Linked DNA regions of Anser cygnoides: region 2 is linked to region 1. Evidence: chromatin contacts called from public Hi-C data. All regions are on one chromosome and are shown on one strand. The core of a region is the stretch at or near the end of the contact, and the rest is flanking DNA. Distances in the headings are between cores, read along the strand shown. Region 1 holds the start of FIGN (fidgetin, microtubule severing factor). Region 2 overlaps FIGN (fidgetin, microtubule severing factor).

Region 1 (7,755 bases), core at 2,821-5,320:
CGGTGGACAAAGGTGATCTACACAAATCTTTTAATTTCTGACACAAGCAGAAGTAATATTTAGTATGGCCTACAGTCAAGTGATTTTGTGATATTACTACCTGTTAGTACCTTAGCTGGCACACTGTGTGCTGAAAGAGTCAAAGAAGACATTATGTGTTCCTGGCTTAGTCACTGACCTAGGACTTGGTCATGTTTGAAGCTTCAGTCAAACTGTGCAGGACAGCAGTACAGCTGGAAGGGAGGAATTCATCCCTTGCAACTGCCTGGGAAGAACCTGGAAGCAATGTGTAACATTTTGTGGAAATTTGCAATGCATTCCCTCTCTGTGTTTGACCATCGTCCCATTGTTTGCTATAGGGCTTTTTTAGGACATCAGTTCAACAAGATGTTATTTGCCTATATGCAAGAAAGAGACAATTCCTTCCAATCCACTTTTGCACGTATTGTAAGGCCCATGCAGGTGTCATTGCTTCTTGGGATTCTCAGCTCCAGCAAGCCGAAGCAGCCATCACACTCAAGCTGACACTCAACAAGGCAGCGGTGTGATTCTTCTGGGGAACAGACTGAACCTCTAGCTAAAGAGACAGGTTTCTGTGACTGACCAAACCAGAGAGATGAAGGAGCATTTCCCATCTGATGAGAGAGGCCTGTGAAGGTCTGTACTGCCATGCACATTCTGGAAATGTGTCAGGACATAGGATCTGGAGCCACTTCAGCTGCTTGGGGAGGATCTGGAAAGTTGAAATATCTGATTTGGGTTGAAAATTGAAAATTGAAAATTTTCTCTTGAAAATTTTGTGCTCCTAACAAAAGATGAGAATAATTTGTTTGTATGTTCACAAATGACTACACCTCCAATAAAAGAACACTTGTGGGTCATTTATTGCAGCTCATCCTGGCAGACAATTATAGCTACATTTGTCCCATGAAGTCCAGCAGTGGCAGAATGAAGGGATTCCCCAGCACAGAGGGAGCAAAGCAGGTGGGAGACCCAGCCCTGAGTCTGCACTGCCAGTGCATGAGGGGAACACAGACCCTGTTGAACTTGGAAAACTTACTCTCATATACAAACAAAATCCATGTACTTAATGTAAAGACTATTTCACAGAACACCGCTATTTACATTATAGCTCTTAAAAACCTTTACAAGATATACTAAGTAGTAGCTGCAATGCATGCATCACATCAGCATCGCTGGGAGAACTGATGTGGTAGCATTGTTAGATGTTGTTCTTTTTTTTTCTGGGATTTTTGGTTATTTTGTTTTGTTTTCACAATTCAAATTGTTTCAATGTTATTAATCTAGATTTGCTGAAAAGGTATGTGAACCTTTCAAGGAGCCTGGTCTGAGTTTGGAGTTTGTAACAAAACCCGAAGCCAGGCAAGTTTCATGTGGTTTTGAATTTCATTGTGAACGTTTCACCTGGATCTTGAAATAGGCTCAAAGTAACATTCCCAGTTTGAAAGTCTGTGAGAATTTCCCTTTCAAAAGGATAAGGACTATTTGGTGGCATTTTAAACAAAGAGTAGAATTCATCCATGTACCGATGAGCTGAACAAGGCCTTCACTTCAGTCTAATTCAGAGCTCAAAATAAGGACTTAATGTGGTACGTCAGCCTTATGCTGACCTTCTGCACAGAGATGAATGTCAACCCATACAAACATATACTGCATGGCTATTGTTTCAACTCCGGCTATTTTAATGTGGCATGAGAAGCCTTAAGGGAAGAAAAATATAGGTATATAAAATGAAAATACTGAGGTTAATGCAATACCAAGATTGATAAATGTATTCTTCACTGGTGAGAAAATTTCAAAAGCACTGGTGCTCATCTAATAATTTTGACACCCTATGCCTTATGATAGTTGCTGTTGTTTTCATACAACTACAAGTTGTGGAGCTCTGTAATTGTGTAAAAAACTCATCTTTCAATTGAGGAAAAAAGTATACAATGTCATGGTTTGGGGGAAAAATGGGAAAAGAAACCCTAATGTATAAAAGAGCAAAGACAAAAGGAATCATTTTTATGTTTAATGGTCTGATTTTTAGCCCAATCTCATGACCTTGGGATTGTGACTTCTTATTTTCGGTGCTGGCAACAGCAATATGCTGCGCGGCAGATTTCAGCATCAGAGACTACAAAGTATAATACGTGTACTTTGGTCAAATGAGTGAACACCAGAAGCTGCTGATGCATTACCTGCATTTGGAACTGTTACTTCCTTGTGTTGATGCCAAAGCTGCCACTTAATAGCCACAAGCTGTTGCACAAGGGAGGATGGATGGCCAGCTGCACTGGTAACAGGTTGCTCCAGACCGAGGGCCTGCTGCTTGTAGCTACCTGCTGCGAAGGGCAGGGGAAAGCTGTCTGAACAGCACACTGCAGACAGGGCCACGTTGGATGTTGTGTGGGTTCTTGTCTGCTGGCTGCTCTCGGAGGATGCCTAAAAGTGATTTCTATAGACTTCTGTTACTATCGCTATGTTGGTCAAAGCTGCACGTTCTAAGCATACCTCTATATATGCCAATACTCAGTTGAATTGTGTTTTCACATGTATGTCTTGTTTTGGCTGGGAGATAATGGGAAGCAAAAGCAGTTTCAACAGTATAAACTGTACCACTCTAGAAGCATCTCCTTGCTTCAGGACACCTTGTCATTGCACTAGCAACACTTTCATCATGGAGCAACCCCAGTGATATCCCATGTGAGCCAGGAACATCTTCAGTATCCTCAATAAGCAGAAGTTTGTCTAGCTATGTTGCTATGTCCTTTCATTTCCAATCTCTAGGCACAGATTTGTCACCTGGGGAGTCCTGGTCTCCCAGAAGAGTCTTCAGCTATTGAAAATCATTTTGACTTGACTGAATAGCTTCATGGACCACATGAATCAGGGCTTCCTGCTCAGTTTTCCTCTTATGTTACCTGGTAGAATAGGGATTGGCTGAGACAGGTCACAGCAGCTTCTACTGGCAACTACTGAGCTTTGTTTAGGCCTACTGTATTACTTTCAAGAAAACCAGCCCATTCCCCTTCCTCCAGATGCTAATCCCCTGCAACTGGTCTCCTCTGCCTCCTCCACAACACATACTCCTAGCGTGTCTTCCTAAGAAAATGTAATACAGCTCTTCCACATCCAGGATGGACAGACACCCCTCCCAGGCATCCGTAACGCCTCAGCAGGACCAAGAGGAGAGGCAGTGAGGCTCCGGGAGCACCGCAACCCAGAGCCCACTTACAGCACCCAGACAGCGTGGCGTGGCCCCTCGTTACATGAAGAGGTAAAAACGCCCTGAAAGCCGCTTGGGGTGTGAAGCCAGGAATGCGGTGAGCCTCGAGTGCAGCCCTCACCCCCCTTCCGACTGATGCAGTCACGGCCGTGTGTATGGGTGGCGGGGTGCCCCGGCTGGGCAGGGTGCCCCCATGTAGTGGGCCCAGCGTTGGGCCTCGGCGGGGTGAGCCGTAGGAAGACCCGTTTGCCAGAGAGCACAGCCGGTGTGTGAGAGGGAGGGCCCGATTCGTGCTGCGTGGCCACTTCACGCCTTCCCTACCGGCACGACGAGGCTGGGGAGCCCCGTCTAAGAGCCCCCCGGGGAATTCCTCTCAGGCGAGGGGAGTCCCCGGCAGCTGCGGGCCGGGGCGGCTTCCCCCGCCGAGCCGGAGCCGGAGCCGGGGCCGGGGCCGCGCGGGCAGAGGGAGGTGTGGCTGCCGGGGTCCCTCAGCCATTGCCGGCTACCGGGAACGTCTCGCCGCGGCCGCTCGCCGCCGAGCCCCCGCGGGCAGCCGCCGGATCTCCCGGGCAGAAGCGCGGAGACGGTGCGAGCCCGCGTGGCGCTCGCCGCCGCCCCGGCCGGGACCAGCCCGCCGGCGCCGGGGTACCTCGCCCCGGCCATTTTCCTCGGGCGGGAGGCGGCGGCGGCCAGCGACACCCGGCTCCGAGGCGCAGAGGCCGGGCGGCGGGGCGGGGGGGGGAGCCGCGCAGGCCGGGCCGGGCTCCCCCCCGGCTCCGGCCCCGGCCCGAGGCGGCCGCGGCGGGGCGGACGGGCGACCTCCGCCGCTGGCTCCCTGCCCCGCGGCCGCGGGCCACCGCTAGGCCCCGGCCCTCCCCCGGGCCGCCGAGCTCCGCCGCACCCGGAGGGAGCCCCGCCGCAGCCGGCAGCCCGCAGCCCCCGTCCCGCCGCCGCGGGGAGCGGGAGCGAGGCCGCGGCGCGGCCGTCCCGCAGCCCCCCGCGGGAAGCAGCGGCCCCGGCGCGCAGGACCGCGGAGCGCCCCCACCCCCCGCGCCGCTCCCCCTTTGAAAACTGATCTTTGGCTCTTCGCGTGAAAGTGATTTGAATTTGGCTCGGCGGCGCTCTGCGCAGGCGTCCAGCTGCTGGCATGCTGGCTCCTTGCAAAGCAGCTGTTTTGGGTTTGAAATTCCAACATGGCAGAGGCTGCAGTCAGTCTTCCCTTCAAAAACTTGGAATGATTTCAAATCATAGGCACCTTCACTTAACCCGAGCCCCCATTCATCAGCAAACACATCGGATCGATGCTACTCTAACCTATCGGGTGCTCGTACCAAATCTCCAGGTAAGAGGATCTCTCCCTCTCCTCTCTCTCTCTCTCTCTCTTTTTTTTTTTTTTTCGGTGTTCCTACCACCGGTTTAAATTTTATTTAATCTCAAAGCTCTCCGAGACAGCCGTGTATTTTTTAAGCGCCCGCTCGTGCCCGAAGTATTTTGTCTAATTCGCGGTCGTTTTTTGATGTTAAATACTCCGCTCTGCTTTCCTAATCGTAGTCTGGAAAGTCCAGCTATACAATCGCAGTGCATGGTTTTTCCTCCTTGGTCATTGCCAACAATAGTAGGCAGATTAAGAGTTGGCGATCGCAAGCTCCCTCCCCACCTCCTCCTCCTAATTGGATTTATTTTCAAGTTGCATTAAAAATAATAAACTGCCGGTACGGCGGGGCTGGACTTTGAGACAACTAACTTCGGAGCAAATAAGTGCAAATAAGAAGCTCGCAAAACAAAAGTTGGGTTTAAATTGCTGTGTCTCGGCTGGGGGGGCACGGATATGTCAGAGGAGCTGTTGCAGTAAAATGTAAGCACATCATCTTGGAGGGGGTACAGCGTGGTGGGCGTATTGTTGGCTCGGAAGGGAGAGAAAGATGTATAATTTAATGGTATATACAATCCACTGATCCTATTACTATCCTCCCTGGAGCTCTTGTTAGTTTCAATGGGAGTGAGTGAAATTGACATGGACTTGCATTCCTGGTCATGTGCTTTTTTTTCCCCCTTTCTTTCTTCTCTTGTGATCTGAGATCCCCTTTTTGTTGATGTTGCTTTCCCACTTAATTATATGCATGTAGGTTAAATGAATACCTGACGAAAGGGCCCACGTTTCAAGGCAGTGACATTTGATAGCTGAGAGGAAAAGTGGCTTTAATGAAAAGCAACCTTTGGAATTCCTGCTTGTGAAAAATCCAATTCAGCTTTTTGTGCTGCCAGCAAGAAATGATCAGTAGCACCAGTGTTTATGGTATGTCCGTTTTGGGATCTACTTCCTTTGCATCTAAATAGCAAAGACAAATTTAAATGGCATGATAACGCACTGAGGACTCTGCATGCAAATATTTTGTAATAAATACCTAATGTTTAATAGTATATTTTCACTCGTGTATATATAAGCATTTTTTTTCTCTTGCTATCATTTGTTTATCATTTCTGCTTTGATTATAGCATTAGTTTTGTCTATTGTATTGATCTCAGTTGTAAAACCTAAAGTTGCATGTTACTAGCAGTGCACTGTATACACCACTGAACTCCAATGGTATGTAAATTAGTAAAACTCGGTGACTGGAGAAGGGGAGATTGCGTAGCTATGAATATATGCACCTATATGTCTACATAGTCATGCATACATGCCTGAAATGCATCTTTTCCTTTTGCAAACTAATGATTTTTTTGGATTATTTACTCGAACTCCGTCCGCTTTTCCCTCTTTTACTTTCAGCGTATTCATCTGCTAGAGGTTTTAACTGTTGTGGGGTGGGGGTAATGTTTTGCATGTAAACAAACAAAACCAGTGTTGTGGCTGACTGTTTAGTTCTGTTTAATAAGTGCTATTTCATGCTCAGTTTACAAGTGTCTGGTTCCCACTGCTCTGTTCTCAACGTGTAGCAGAATGAAATAATCAGGTGCTGAAACTGGCTTCATTTTAACGGTCACTCTCCAGTCCCCCACGCCGCCCCCTCCTCCAAAAAAGTCAGATAAAATGGAGCATGGGGAATTTCAATAGGTCTCCTAGTGGTGCAGGAGATGCACCTCAAGGTATGCAATTAAGGCTAAAGAACTAACAACAGAAGCGACTATTAGTCTGTTTTGTGCAACCAAAAAGGGGGTACGTTCACTTTTAATAGCGTGTGGTAGCAACAAATAAGGATGGAGAGAGACCCTAGGAGAGAGAGAGCGTGTGCGTGTGTGTGTGTGTGTGTGTGTGTGTGTGTGTGGTTTGGGATAAGGGGAGGTCTGGCGTGTGTGGCTGATGATCTCTCGTAATAACATATCTGAATGCAAGAAAGAGATTGAGAGAGCAGTTGCACAATATACACTCCTATTTTGGTGTTGTAGGTGACTATATTGCTAAACATATCCCGGGTGCTATACAATGGGAATGATCTGATTGCATTTTGCATTTAGAACTTGTTGACTTTGAAGCGATCAATAAGGCGACTGTTTATTTTAGATGCACATAATTTGCCCTGAGAAATGTTTTAAGGAGGAGAGCGAGCGAGCGAGAGCGGAACATTTTTTTTTTTTTTTCTTCCTAGAGCTGTTGGAGCGAATGTGATTGCCAGATGGGAGATTTCCCTCTGTGATGTTAAAGCTGTAATATATATTCAGAGCAGATTGGACTGCTGCTTGTGATGAGGAGGATATTACATTTATAAATTTTAAATCGGGAATCGGACAGTATGCTGAGAGCTGAAATTGGATGGTGTGGACGGTTTGGACTGTTAAATGCGATTCCCAGATAATAATAATAATTACAGTAGCGGTAATATATATACGTGTAATAAACACGGTAGTATCAGGCAGCGGTATGTATACTATGGCACTTAAGTACATATTGCCAGATATGGTTTCTCCTCTCTTCCCTCCGCATTCCCTAAAATGTTAAGGGTTGGAGGTGGTGGGGAGGGGGGTTCAAAGCCCACTCTTTAGAGAAATCAAACGTAACGGGGCTCTTTTCTGAGGAAAAGTTTCGCTGCAATTCTTGCTGGGGATGCACCTCTGCCTGAGTTTTTGTTTTGCCCATGTATGTGGCCTGACAGTGCCACAATCCTGAACGGCTGGAAAGTGGGAACTAGTCACACTCCAGCAGCTCTGCTGTTGCAAATTAAAAGTGTGTTGTGGTCAGGAAATGAAAGCTACAATGTCTCTTTTGAACAAGTCGTTTATCAAGAGAAACATCTATCAAGCAATGACTTGTCACATTGATCCTCTAAAAGTTAGGTCTGAAGTGGAAGCTGCTTTGATGTTTTTGATCCCAAATTTATAAAATTGAAAAAGCTGGAGAGAGTAGGACCGATTTGCACTTAAAAATGACTCCTCTCAGGGCGTGACAAAATCATCAAGTATCTGTGATACAGAGCTGGTAAACCAAGGAGGTATCGGATCTTCCACCTAATTTTTATTTTCACGTTGAAACTTTACCTTTGCCATGCATGCATCTGTGTTCGTAGTTTTAAAGATCCTTTCTGTAT
Region 2 (7,755 bases), core at 3,251-5,750, 84 kb after region 1:
ATGATGCTTATGATGCCTACTGTGGATGCTACAGTTGTGTCAACCTCAGTTTTCAAACTACTAAAAATATCATAATGTAGGGTATTGAAGGACTTATTGATGAGCAATTGATGTTTCAGAGCATCTGCGCTTAATAAAATCAACAGTACAAAATGTGTATTTTGTATCTTAGAGCATTGGGTTGTCACTCACAAATGATGTGAAGTTTAATGCATTATTCAGAAGTACAAGAGGAAGCAGTCCAAAGCAGCTGTTGAGTCTCTCATTTTGTTTTATTTTTCAGAAAGCAGAGCTAAGTGTTTGACTTAAAGGTGCAGGGTTTGGAATTGCACAATGCAGTAGGCAGCAGCACTAAAAATGTTGGATCTGAGTACAAATTCAGTTCAGACTTAAGAAACTGGAAGATATTTTGATCTGAAAGCTACAAAAATCCATCTGGGAATGAGTTCTGGGTGCATTTTTTTTCTTTTTCTACTTTGTAGTGCATACTACAAAATCAAATGACACTGGCATTAATTTGGTAGTCTCAATTCTCATAGTCCTATTGATTCAGAAAGCTGGAAACAGATACGGAGGCTTATAGGCTGCATTTAGGACTACTGAAGTTCGGGGGCTAGGGTATATGGAAGTTGTAATGAGAACACTCATTCAGTAAAGGAACTCTTCGTAGCCTCTTATCTTGTGATTCTGATATAAAAATCTTAGTTCAAGAGAATTAAAGCCTCCATCATTTTGCTGGTGGTCTCATTATTGATTGCTCATCTTTATGCGCTTCCTTCCAAAGTCTTGGCTGCCGACACAAAGCTTCTCTGGCAGAATCTCTACTAAGCAAAACAACATTTGCATCCCTATGTATTTCTCCTAGTGGGAGACAAAAAAGTAGTCTTGGTCATTTCTTATTGATAACTTTAAATATTATGTCAGGCTCAAATCAATCTGGTGAGAGAATGGTGGCTATTCCTGAGGATTCACTCTGGATATTTAATTAGCTGGAGCTTATACATGCAATTTATTTTCTTTTTTTGCCTCTTTCAGCATTTGTCAGGTACTAGTATTGATATGACTAGTGCAGTGAGGTATACGTCTAGTTAAATTGAACTTTCTATTGATGAAAACTTACCTCTTGCTGAAAGCTGTGTTTTATTAATAATATATTTCACAATGTTACATTTTTAGAGCTGTGGTGTTTGCATTATGAACTTTTGGGGGGCGCAAAATAGGTACTAGGAAGTAATGATATTTTAAATTTGTAGGGAAGACAGCATTAGTTGTGTATACGTGTGTGCGTATGTGTAAATATATATTATTATACTTATTCTATTTTGAAACCAAGCAATTTGCTGTTTTTTTTCTCAAGGATTTTCAGCTGTTAGTGGGGAAGGAGAACTGACAAGTGTTTCTTCAAGTACCTCTTTTTAATGGTCATTTTTGTTCATTATCATTCAGCTGATGACAACAACATTTATTATTTGTATATTAATGACTGGAAATTGTTAGGTGATGGAAGAGCAGTCAAACAAAGCTAGGTGGAATTAACTTTATGCATGTCTGGTGGATGGTACCTGATTTACAATACTCCATGCATTCCCCAAATAATCTCTGATTTACAGAGCTAAGCCAGTCTAGTACAGTCTTTTGTGTAGTTTTAATGTTTGCTCCAGAAATATTATTGAACCCCAAGTATTTTCAAATATATTTTCAGGAAAAAAAATACTATATTGCAGTAAATCTATCATCACAGCTACCAATTCCTTGAGCTTAATTATGACACTACTAAATGTGAAAATCTATTCAGCGCTAGGAACACTTTTCACATTACATTCACGCTAAAGATTGGCTGTTAAGAGCTCATTACTGGTAGTTTTCTAAAGAGCGGTTTATTAAACACTGTTACCTAATAAGCATCTTTGGTGGTGCAAATTGCTGAAAACAGTAATGAGTCTGATTAGACTTCATTTCAATTACGACAGCTTGTCTAGCAAAAAAAAAAAAAAAAAAAGAAAGAATCCTTGATGCTTTGGAATCTGGCTACAAGGCATTACATGGTTGAAAAGGAAAATGCCACCTCTGTGTTTCCTTTCCACAGTTCAGTAATGAATAGAGAACTGTCCAAGTAGTCGTCCAATTTAACACATTGGAAAACTAGATGGGCAGCATTGGAAGCACAATCCAGTTTGCTTAAGAATTCTACAACGGCTTTTCAGCTAATATATCTAAGTAGGGTCATATTTAGATTTCCTCTGCTCCCCTTGCATAAGAATATAAAGCAATAAGAGAGAAAATTAAAATGATACACTCCTACCTGTTTTGCAGAGGTTATGCATTCCTCTGATTACTGGAATCCACCTTTCAATTGTTGTATCTGTAAATCTTCACAGTACCTTATAATTCAACCCATTTATTTTCCTTTTATGTTCTACTTTTTTTTTTTTCTGAAATACAAACCAAGCTTCATAAACTTGTACTATCATTGTCAAATACTTCAGCAAAGATTTTCTAGTTTCTGAACTTAGTTTTTGCTGCCAAATGGGTATAGCTGTAATAATTATAACCTTTCTTTAAGTCCTTCCTGTGTATTTACACATTCTGGATGAAATGAGAAATGTTAATTAAAAAAAAAAAAAGAAAAAAAAAAGAAAAATAAAAGAATTTAAGTTGATAGTTGTTTAATATTTAGCATAATTGTAGTGTTCCTGATGATAGTGTATATCATTTTTATACTAAATTCATGTGGATGCACTTTTATAATATTGTTCAACATAAAATTGGATGGAGAGTTTTGTAACTAAAATCTTGTAATAAGATATGAGTTGAGAAATTACAAAAGAGGAATGCAAATAGAAGATGTGGTGCTGCTGTCTCGAGTGTGATTGAACTCAGAATTATGTCCATTCAGTTGACAGCAAATTTTAGAAAGGTTCAAATTCAATAAAGATTCAAAGCCACCTTATTAGACAAAGGAAATAAATTAGAAACTGAGCTAGTGCAGCAAATACCAGAACTCTCTGTCTATAGTTTAATGAAATATAACTACATGTGCATTTATGTATATTTTCTTTGATTTTTTTTTATTAAACATTACACAAAATCCAAATGCTGGACTAAATATTATTTGCATAATCTGCTGCTTATTAATTGTTGCCAAAAAAAAAAAAAAAAAGGTAAAAAGGGGGGCACATTTACCTCCTTCACAATAAATTATCAACTTCAGTGGTTCTTGTGGCTTTAAACCAGATAAGTGACAGGAGAAACTCATGAACCTTGTAAGCTGGGCATCAAATATTGACACCAAAAACCTTTTGGCTTTTTTTGTGATGTTACCTTTCTACCTTCACTTTGAGATTCTTACAGTTAGCTGTGACATCCCGTATATTTTGTGAAGGGACTTCCATCAGTGTGCATCATAAAACATCAAGTAAAATAGTGTTGTGGTTTTGTTGTTGTTGTTTTGTTTTTTTCTTTAAATCATACAAACGCAAGTGTCATTATTCAGCTATACAAATGTGTGCCTGTAGTGAGCTTTGAGATGCTAATCAGCAGAGCTTGACTTCTGTACCCTGAAGCAAGTTTTAAAACTATTTCATCATTCGGTCACTACCTATACCATTACAATATGGACAAAATTACAGAAAAATAACACAGTTTATTGTTATTTAAGCTATCAGTGGGGTTCAGCCAGTTATTGATATCATCATTGCAAGGCTTAGATTTTTGTTCTCTTAAAGGCTGTTTACAGAAAAGGCTGAATTTGTGTGATAGCTGCAGAGGAATGTGACGTTTTATCAGCTAAGTTCTATCATTTCTTTCTGTTTTTAAAGCCAGAGCATTATTCTATTCTACTCCTTGAAACGCATGTGCACTCTGTGACATACGGTGTGTTTCAAGACCTGGCTCAACTTTTCCTGTTGCAGGATGAACTTTGCTCTTTTTGAGAAAGGAAAACCAACATATCACGAGACATTAGTTGCTTTTCCCTCCCACTCTCTCCAGTAAAAAGGTGAAAATATCAGCATACACAGAGTGAAATTTCTTAGCTAAGGCATTCTCTCACTTATGCACATGTGTGTAAAATATATAAAGGTATATCCATAGAGATATTTCTATATTTGTCTATAGAAAATTCCTTGTTCCTTCTCTCTCCCTTCCCTGGATAATTTGTCAAGCTAACTAAACAATCTACATAGTTCCTTTAGTTCCTTTCAAATGCTCAGGAAACAGTAGAGTCAGTCCTAAACTAAGAGCGTGAAAAAAAAAAAAGTTATATTCCATTTTTTCAGTAGCTAAATCAGATACATTTTACTGAATGAGCGAGAAAGAATCTTCGGAATTTGTGGAATACAATAATTGAAAGGTTTAAGTGGGAAAAAGATTTAGCTTAGCTTAGTGTTTCTAGAATGTCAGGTCTTTGGTTATGCTTCTGCTTTTAATCTTGTTTCTCTGCTTTGGGGGGAGCAGGAAGGAAAGGAAGGGTCAGCTGCATGCACAGCCAAGCCTAGGCAGGAGCCGTGCCGGAGCTCAGTTTTCCCTGTGAGCATGATTAGTACAGTCCTGATGACTTGGCTAAGGTGTTCCCTGGCTTGGGGAGGAAATCTCAGGTTCCCTGGGATAACATCAGCCCTTCTTGCAAAGTCATCTCGCATGTTGAAATACATACGTTGGTTTTGTTGTTGTTTTTTAGCGGAGAGACAGAGTGAGTACATAGCTTGATAATACAGTCCTTTCACGCGGGGTACTACTGCGTTTTGGGAAGACGGTGAACGCCAGCTCTCGCCGCTCTGCGCTGCTTACAGTGGAAAGAAATGTGTGTGGTTGTGTCTGGGGCAGCGGGGATGGGAGAGAGCGCGTGGTGGAGCTCTGCTGAGAGCTCTCCGCTCCTAATCCCGGGCCACGTCAGGAGCGTGCTAAAGCAGTTTATCTTCATATGTCGTCTTGTATATAAGAAACAACACTAAACCCACCAAAACTCATTTCATATGTAGCTTTTTCCACAGCCTTCAGATCAAAGTTATTTTCTTCAGGCTGGACTAAATTATACGCAGGTCCCAGGAGTGAAGGACACTGAATTAATGCACTATGTCACCCAGTCCTGGCTATAGAATATTTTTATTGAAGTGTGAGACGCAACATCTCTTTACTATTTCATTAAAAATTAATGTGCAGATTGCCAAAAAGCAAAATGCATAAATAACAAACAAATTTTGCAAAGGCTTTGTACACTCTGGAGTCATCTTAAGAGGGATTTTTTTTTCTCAAGTATCAGATTACTTCTATATATACATTTAATCAGTATTTGTTCTCATTTAGCTAATTAGCAGAGGTACTCTAATCTCAGTAAAGCAACTGTTCATACCTTTCCTGTGCTGATAGGTTTTGGAATAAGCACCTTAAAAGGAAAGCAGTATTCCTGGTTACAGGCTGAGCATCGTGCTGTTGGCCCATATAAATTGGCGTTTTTACTCTAGTTAGTTAGGCATATTGGGTCAAACCTGACTACGGTTATTTGAAACTTCCTGAAATTGATCTTTGCCTTCATATTTGTGAGAATAGACCTGGCTGTATAAATCTCTGAAATTAACCTTGCCTGGCTATATAAAGCTAGGAAATAAATACATATATATATATATGTATATATATATATAGATATATAGATATATTCTTAAAGCATGGTGATTGAAAAATAAATTGAAAGATATAATGTCATGGAATAAATAGAGATTTATACAGAGTGCTGCTGCTGTTAATTGGATGGAAATATATTTTAAATAACTTTTGTTATGAAACTTGTTCGTGTGTTTTAGAGCAAGACTATTTTCTAACGTTTTGGAATGGCATGACATAAAAAATAATTCAGCATCACCTAAATCTCTATTTATTGTGCACCCAGTTTGTTCAAATAAAGTATGTCCCTTTATGGTAGTTTTAACCCCATTTATCCTCATGCACAAGTGCTCACCTGTTATTTACTCACATAAGAGAAGGTCGATACTGCAGAACAAGGGGAGTGCTGTGTTGTGACATAAAACATACATATTCATTAGCTCCACTGTCCCTATGGACGTGTGGTATGTCCCGATGATCTTCATTTGACAAAAGGAAGTGAGCGTAAGAAGGAAATTGTCGTAATGGATTTAAGATACATGAAAAAAAGGTTTTTAAAATGCTTTACTTACAGTGAGAAAGCAAGCAATAGTTCTAAGTATGAATGAAAACAATTCTGTAAAATGAAAGAATTTTCTGAATCACAATTAATAACAGAAAATGAAAAATTATAGATTTGAATATTTGAAAATTACCATTTTCAGATACTAATATTTTTTTTCCCAGAACAGTTTAGTTCAGGATCTGAATGTTCCATGTGATGGTCCCTCCCTAGTGCTGGAAATTATTTCCTTTTGCCTCTTTGCCTCTCATTTACTTCCTAAAAAACAAGTTCAGCATTCTGTATTTCACCTGCTGCAGTAGATTACATGAAATATACAGCAAAGCAGGGAGTGTATTTTATCTGCTCCTCTTTTAAGGGTCTGTGTTATGCTCTTTCAAGGAAATCGTGCCCCAAACTCAGGCTCTGAAAGGGGTACCAAAGAAAAGGCTATTTCTGTTGCTTTCTTCTTCAAAAAAAAAAAAAAAAAAAAAAGAGTATTATTTTGCTTACTTCTGTACTTCAGTTAGATTTACTGGAGACTTGAAGTAAGCACTTCAGTGAGAGCAGAATCATGCTCCAGGTCTAAGCTATTCTGGTTTTAGAAATATATATAAATACTTGTGCTAAGTGGCCAAACTCTATTTATTTATGACTATATTTTACGCTGTAAATATTTTAATTCTCAGAATCACTACAGTTATCGTGCAGTAGTTATACTGATGGACGTGTTTATATAGGCATAAATTGCAGATTGCATGGTATATTACATCCATGCAAAATACACTATACCTGTAAGTGTGTTCTGCTATAAAAAGTAGGTGATTGTTTTTTTTGTTAGTTTAAGTTATGCTTACTTTCGTTTGCAATTACTGTTCTTCTGAGTATTGTCTCAGAAATTATTATTGCCTTATTTGTTTGGCAATGACAAAATATGCTAGGACCTTTAAAAGCATGGTATGTTCAGAGGTACTTGAAGGGAACAGCTTAAAAATATAAAGCCTAGGAAGTGGAAGCATTAATAGTAGGTGAAATGAAAACTCACTCCAATTATTGTCTTCCTTAGTGTGTTTTCTAGTTGGTATAGGAAAGTGTCATCAACAAATGAATAATAGTAAAATATTTTAAAGATAAACTGCAATTAATCACAAATGAGACCAATTCTGCATATAGAATGGCTGTGACACAGACCTGCATAAATGTTTTTACTTGTGGTATGCGATGATAGTGCATCAATGTGATTATGCTGTAAAGACGGGGCACAGAACTGAGAATGTTTTTGTGCTTACGGACTGCTGCCACAGAGAAACCGATACCGCTGAGGTGGGCAGCATTCTGGGAAGTCCTGTGGGGTGTTTATGTAATAGCTCCTGTCCATGTCATCTGTGTCTGTGGGCTGCTGCTTGGCTGGCCGATAGATCAAACCTGCTTCTGCTGGCAAAATATGACAGTTAGCCTTTGCTTGCTTGACTATTCATTCTCCTTATTTCTGTTTCATAAGTCTTTAGAAGCTGATGGATCTGCTAAAGGATGTTTAGCCAGAAATGGCTTTGTGATTATCAAAGGCACTGCTTTATGTAAATGGCAGGGAGGGGACTTGGACGGAGAGAACTCAT

Evidence for each region. Hi-C and Micro-C count contacts between places; a contact is called where the count stands out from the background.
Region 2: a Hi-C map of liver shows a contact between it and region 1, with 1.8 times the contacts expected there. The contact joins the enhancer-like site here to the promoter of FIGN in region 1. A contact is called at or near these places in 2 of 7 Hi-C or Micro-C datasets (both in liver).

What each region holds. Positions count from the first base shown.
Region 1 is chr6:23,616,764-23,624,518 of Taihu_goose_T2T_genome, forward strand. FIGN (fidgetin, microtubule severing factor) reads left to right here and starts at 4,071. Exons shown (of 2, transcript XM_013171345.3): 1 at 4,071-4,574.
Region 2 is chr6:23,700,746-23,708,500 of Taihu_goose_T2T_genome, forward strand. The region is part of intron 1 of FIGN (fidgetin, microtubule severing factor); the gene reads left to right. Among named protein-coding and RNA genes, the nearest start is that of FIGN, 84 kb to the left of the region's middle. Within about 2 kb of position 4,501, at least 3 of the 3 cell types and tissues checked have open chromatin away from gene starts, as enhancers often do. A contact at or near this core is called in liver, where this site is marked.